Regions from separate parts of the Mus musculus genome. Here region 1 is linked to region 2. Evidence: chromatin contacts called from public promoter capture Hi-C data. All regions are on one chromosome and are shown on one strand. Each heading gives the region's core, a stretch centred on a gene start, on an enhancer-like site or on the middle of the called end of the contact. The rest is flanking DNA. Distances are from core to core; before and after follow the strand shown.

Evidence for each region. Capture Hi-C pulls out chosen DNA fragments and counts their contacts.
Region 1: a contact with region 2 is called in a promoter capture Hi-C map of adipose tissue. The contact joins the promoter of Mirt2 here to the promoter of Plec in region 2. A contact is called at or near these places in 4 of 39 promoter capture datasets (cranial neural crest, embryonic stem cells, macrophages and 1 more), 1 of 15 datasets of contacts at CTCF or cohesin (CD8 T cells), 5 of 484 Hi-C or Micro-C datasets (Th1 cells, liver, macrophages and 2 more), 8 of 115 datasets of contacts at active chromatin or transcription factors (CD8 T cells, the HPC-7 cell line, the SCID.adh cell line and 4 more) and 3 of 9 other capture datasets (adipose tissue, liver and pancreatic islet).

The regions. Positions count from the first base shown.
Region 1 is chr15:76,268,335-76,271,458 of GRCm38.p6, forward strand. It overlaps Mirt2 (myocardial infraction associated transcript 2), which reads right to left and starts at 1,505. Exons shown (of 3, transcript NR_045747.1): 1 at 1,455-1,505; 2 at 1-57. It overlaps Spatc1 (spermatogenesis and centriole associated 1), which reads left to right. Exons shown (of 5, transcript NM_028852.1): 1 at 1-42.
Region 2 is chr15:76,204,720-76,207,904 of GRCm38.p6, forward strand. Plec (plectin) reads right to left here and starts at 1,602. Exons shown (of 33, transcript NM_001163540.1): 1 at 879-1,602. The coding sequence starts at 1,419.

The DNA.
Region 1 (3,124 bases), core at 255-2,754, 64 kb after region 2:
GAGGGCTTGGTGAGGCAGCGGCAGGCCCTCCCCAACATCAGGGTAACTATAAGAGGCCTGGGTATAAGGACAGCGGGGAGGGAAGGATGGAGGAGCTGCACAGAGGAAGGAAGAGCCAGGATGCTGGGGTCTGAAGAAATTGTGGAGAAAGGGCTTAGATAGTAACAAACAAACAGAGGACATTGGCCTCAACAGACAGAGGCAGGATGAGAACATAGGACCATTGGATGAAAGGCCAACCTAGGCCCCATAATATCTCCCCATAGGAGCTTCCTACCTACATTCCCTTCAACCTAACTTCCAAGCAGCATCAGCATCTAAAACCTGCCCAGCTCTGGAATCCAAATCTTCTCCCCGCCAAGTCCAATAGGCTACCAACCCCCACCCCACCCACCTACTCCCAGTCTCCACATCCCTGTCTTCCCTTGTCTTCCGCCTTTTCCAGTTCCCACCATCAGCACAGGCTCATTCTCTCCATTTTGTGACAGCCAGAAGGAAGCTGAGGGGGAGAAGCCAGGATCTAAAGTTGAGATGTAGGGTTTGTTAGCGTGTGATAGAAGCCCTGGGGCTAGAGCTATCCAGAGCAGGATGAGAGAAGAGAATCCAGCGGGGTTGCAAGCGTTCACGGGAATGCAGTTGAACTGTTGACCCTCACTGAGCCCAGGGATAGGGATGGGGTTAGAGGGAGGTGGCATTCAGACACCAAGGGATGACAGAGGCTACAAGGCTGAGTATAGCAATAGGAAGGGAGTGCTGAAAAGGCAGGAAGCTGGGTGCAAAGAGTGGTCCAGGGGGAGAGCTTCTGAGAGTAGCAAGCTCCCAGGGCGTGACTGTAGATGCTACAGCTGATACAGATTCTACGTGTACCCAGAAGAGGAAACACTAGTAGTAGTAATAATATCCATGTCCCTCCCTATACAAGCCTTCCTGTCCTAGAGGCTGTGTTCTTTCCTGTCCATGATTTTCCGTGAGTGCTTACTGCCTATCCACCCCTACAGCGACCCGCCCTCAGTCACAGACCATCTTACCCTCCCGGCCTGCCCTTCTCCCTCTGTTCCCGAGGAGCCATGACATCTCTCTTATCTAAGAGGAGGACTTTGCTCTGCCTGTTTAGACCTTCTACAATCTGGCAGTGGACCCCCCAACAAAGCTGTTCTGGAAAGGTTATGAATACCATCCTAAGTGCCTTCTCCACCTCTGCGCGGCATTTGGGAATAATAACCCTCCCTGAGTCTCTCTCTTCCTGAGCTCCCAAAGCCAAGTTGGTTATTTACATCCTGACTCACAGCAATCACTGCAACTCCTGGGCTCAGGCTTCAGGCTTCAAGCCCTGCCCCTCCACCCTCGGGCAATCCACCTACTGCAGCCCTCAGAGTGAGTGCGAGAGAGCACTCTGAGTGAAAATAGCTTCTAAGGATCCTGAAGACCTAATTAATCCCTGGAAATAGTCTCACCAGGGGTTGGGGATGGAGCGCAGTTGGTAGGGTTGCTTGCTTAGCACGAATGGAGCCCTGGGTTTGATCTCTAACCGTAAAACTGGGCGCAATTGCACAAGCCAGAAGCAAGACGATCAGATATGCAAAGTCATTCTCACTACACAGTGATGTGAAGACCGGCCTGATTACACAAGACACTGTCTCAAAAAGAAAAGAAAAGACAGCAGTTAATCCCTAACTAGACTAACTTCTGGTTGAGAACTTGAACCCTTGTACTAAGAGGTTGAAGTCCTTCCGGGCAGTATCCATTCCTCGCCTGCTCCTCTCTGGCTGGATTTCCTACCAGTACGCCTGGCTGTAGCGGGCATGCTACACAGCCCTAGCAATGCTCATAAGCACCGGTGCAACTCCATTTTTAAATGTCGTGTCATTAATAACTGCGATAACAGGCAGGATGAAAACAAGAACCAACAAAAAAAGTGGGGTGGTGGTGACACATGCCTTTAATCCCAACAGAAGATCTCTGAGTTCAAGGCCACCTTGGTCTACGGAGGAGCTCTGGGACAGCCAGGGCTACACAAAGAAACCTTGTCATCCCCACTCCTCCCCTCAAAAAAACAAAACAAAACAACAACAACAAAAAAAACACCACCACCACCACCACACACCACCACCACCAACAACCACCAGTCAGGGTGACAAAAATAATATGCATTGAAGAGGTATAACATTTAAGAAGTTCGATAGGCTAACAAGCTAGATATCAGCTTCCTACTTCAGGCCTTAGATTTTACTCCTTTTTAATTCATCATGTAAGTATGTATTTGTGTATGAATTTGTATTGAGGGCATGTGCATGCCATGATACATGTGTCAGTCAGATACATGTGCTGGGCCTTGTCTTCATCTTGTTAGAGTCAGGGTTGCTCTTGTTTCTGCCACTGCACTGTATACTCTAGGCTACCCAGTCTGTGGCTTATGGGGGATGCCCTAGGTTCTGCTTTTGATAGACACATGCCACCACGTCTGGCTTTTACATAGGTTTCCATGACTCAAATCAGGTCTCCATGCTTGCATTAAGTGTTTCTGTGCGTTGAGCCATCTCCCTCGCCCTTGTGATTTTGAAACAGGATCTTACTATATAGCCTAGCCTGGTCTTGAAATCAATATGTAGCCCAAGTTGGCCTCTAAGTGGGTATCTCTCTATGTCAGCCTCCAGAGTACAGACTGCATGCAACCATATCTGGCTTTTAGGTTTATTTTTTAAATTCTTGGGCCTGGAGAAATGGTTCAGTAGTTAAGAGCCTTGTGCTCTTGCAGAGGACCTGGGTTTGATTTCCAGCACCCACATGGCAGCTTACAACCATCTGTAACTCCAATCCCTGACACTATTTTCTGGAATCCTTAGGTACCAGGCACATGTCATGCATAGACATACTTGCAGACAAAATACTCATACACATAAAATAAATAAGAAAAGCAGGGTGATGGTAGTGACGCCTTTAATCCCAGCACTTGGGAGGCAGAGGCAGGTGGAGTTCTGAGTTCGAGGCCAGCCTGGTCTACAAAGTGAGTTCCAGGACAGCCAGAGCTAAAGAAAGAAAGAAAGAGAGAGAAAGAAAGAGAGAGAGAAGAAAGAAAGCAAGCCTTGGACTATTTCAGATCTTTATAGAGGAGTTCAGACAGCTG
Region 2 (3,185 bases), core at 352-2,851:
CTGTTCTGATGCCTGCAATACATGGATACTGCTGGAGGTCCTGGGATGCCCTCAGCAGGCATTGAGGACAATGTGCCTCAGGAGAGCCTGCACAGGCATCACACACACCGAGAACACATAAGCCTATCCGAGTCCTGATGGTATAAGGGCTTAAGGGCAGAGGGGGTACCTTCTGGAAACCCCTGGGCCAATGGGTTGTTGTCCCATCCTCTAAGACCTGGTTCCCAGCTGGGGGGAACCAGACCCTCACCCAGACCATGGGCTGGGTCAGCATCCCAATGCCCTGACCTCTGCCCTCCTAGGCAGTGCTCCTGAGCTGTGCCCTTCTTCCCATCTCATCTAGAGCCGCTCCACCTCCAGATCATGGCCAACTCCCAGCAGGCCAAGCACCCAGTCATGGGGGCCCTCAGTACTGCTCATGTAATACAGAATCTTAGCCACTTGGCCATAGGGGAAGACAGACTCAAGCCTCAGTGGACAAGCGGTTTGCCTGAGTCAGTCTCATGCCAGCAGATCTTCTCTACACGCCCACTTCTGAAAAGAGGGGCCCCTAAAGGGTGGGGGAAGGAGGTGGGGGCAAGGGCAAGGACAGTGCCTGAGAGGGGTACAAACACGACTATGCCAACAGCTGGTCCTGCCAGTCTTGGGGCGTTCAGGCCCCGCCCTCACCAGGATTTACCCAGAGGAGCACAAGCCACGTGGGTCCACTGGCTAGAACACCCATCACCCTCCAGCAGAAAGGGCGCCACCTGCTGATATGAACAGAACCATACACACAATGTACTGCCCCCCAGAGCCCACCAGACCTAAGTCCCAACACCAAAAACACCTACAGTCACTTCCCATCCCTCACGGCCTGGAGCCAAAATTCAGCTGACCTGTGGCTGGGGCAGGCTCCGGACCTGGTCTGGCCAGGGTCCCCACGGTGGTGGCAGACACCACAGGGGTTTCAGGTGCCCCCTCCTCACGCTCCTTCCTGCGATAGACCTGCCGCTCCTCACGGGCAGGGTCCTCAGCTGGCAGAGGCCCCCTCTTTGGTGGGCAGCCTAGGGGACCTTGCATGGTCTGCACATGGGGGGAGCGACGACGTGCAGGTATCACCATGGCGACAGGGCGGCGCACACGCTGCAGAGAGGCAGGTACAATCTCCGGTGGCAGGTGTAAGTACTGGCGTAGGTGGTCAATGCCCTCGTTGGTCAGGTACCAGTAGAAGTGGCACCAGGCAAAGGTCTCCCGCACCAGGCCCCGAGCTTTCAGTGAAGCCATGGCACGCATGACCTGTAGATTGGTGACGCCGGGCACATGGGGATGCAGGCTGCGGGGTCGCCGGTCCTTCTTGGCAACCATCACCCCCTCACGGAAGAGCACCTCATAGATGGCCCGTAGCCGGTCCAGCGGCATGAGCATGCCAGCCACCATGGCTGCTGGAAGCCTGCCGGTCAGCACAGGGTGAGGACAGCAGGTGGGGCACAGCCAGGAGGCTGATGAAGCTCCTTTGGCACAAGATGCAGCAGGGGCCACTGGCAAACAGGCAGGCAGGCTCCGGTTCTAAGCACAAGGGCGCAGGCTCAGGGGCAGTGCGGCTCCAGAGCCTTGCTCTGTGAATTCCTGCGCCGGCAAGGCTGCCTGTCTGAGCCTCCCGCCTGCCCGCCCTCCAGGACGCCTGGGCCGGCCCCCTCTGACTCAGCAGCAGGGCCGGTCCCTCCCACCCACTACTGGCGGGGGCCCCTTGAAGAGTGGGGGGCACCAATAAACTGCCCCTCCCCACCCGGGCCACATAGCTCCAATGTCAGAAATTACATGTGTTTCTAAAACACTTGTTCAAGGTTCTCAAGACTGTGTGAAGGCAGGACGGAGTGTAATATGGATCAAGAATCAACCCCGCCCCCCTCAGAAGAGAACAGATGGGCAGAAAACAGGGAGCAGAGAGAGCAGGAGGGTCCTCATAAGGACAGCACCCCCTCACTGTGATCTCAGGGTGAGGTGAGGTATCATCTGTCCATAGCTATCTAAAGGAGGGGTTGCGCAAAGTAGAAAACTAAAAGAATCCAAGGGAGGAAGATTAGGGTATGGAGAAGAATCTGGGGTGTGGTGGTGGCCAGAGACCTGAAGGAGAAGAGTGGGAGGAGCTGCCAGGACGCACAGACAGTTGGCGGCAGGCACCACTGCCGCTGTCCATCAGAAAAGGAAAGGGACAGTACTGTGCCCCTCTCACCAGATGACCATGGAACGTAACACTTCCACGACAGGCTAGATTAGGGTGGGTCCAGAAACAAAGCCACTTTCCAGTCCAAGACCTCTGAAGAGAGCTCTGGGTGAGGCCTCTTTCCTCCCACACCTTCAGTGCAGCTGTTGGACGCCAGGGACTCCCAGCTGCCATAGGGAATCAAAGTCACCAAGTCCCTAACACCCCAGGCTTGGTGGCCCTGACATCCAAAAATTCCCTACCCCCAGGCAGCCTGAGTGTCCACTTGTGGCCGGAGGGGCAGGTGCTGTGGAGAGGACACGAGGACACCAGCAGGAACTGAAGTGAAAGGAAGAGGACTGAGCTCATGCCCTAAGGGCTGCCTAGCACAGCTGTCACCTCTGCTGGGCCCTCACAACCGAGGGTCCCACACGCATGTAGCCTGTGCTGGGTGCCACCACCCAATACTCCAACTCTCCCTGTGGTGCCGCACCAAACCCCCCATGCCATTAAGGCTCTCCCTGAATGGACACACCCATTCCCACCAAGCACTGCAACCCCAGGAACTGATTATAAATAGGGCGGAGGCGGGGGATCCTGCGGTGGGAGGCGCTGGCCAGAGGCAGGCGGGCAGCCAACAAAGCAGTGCGTGGGGCGGGTTTATGGGCTGTCGCCATGGTGCCCCAGCAGACTCCAAACATACAGACACAGACCGGTGGCGGGTGGAAACTCTGAAGGCTCAGCCAACAGTCCCCAAAGCCTTCCCTGAGGCCAGCTCAGCCAGCTCACTGCGGCAGGGCTCTCCCTGTACCACGCCCCTAGCCAGACTTAGGCAGGAAGGGGGGCAGGCCCTCGGAGCCCAACCCTGGAAGTGCAGAGCAGCACTAAATTGGGTCTGTAGGGCCGAGAGTGTACAGCCACCACACCCCCTTCCCTGTGGTACCTAAGGCACCAGTGCTTTAGTTACAGGACCAGTACCAACCCAGTTCTAAGAGCAAAC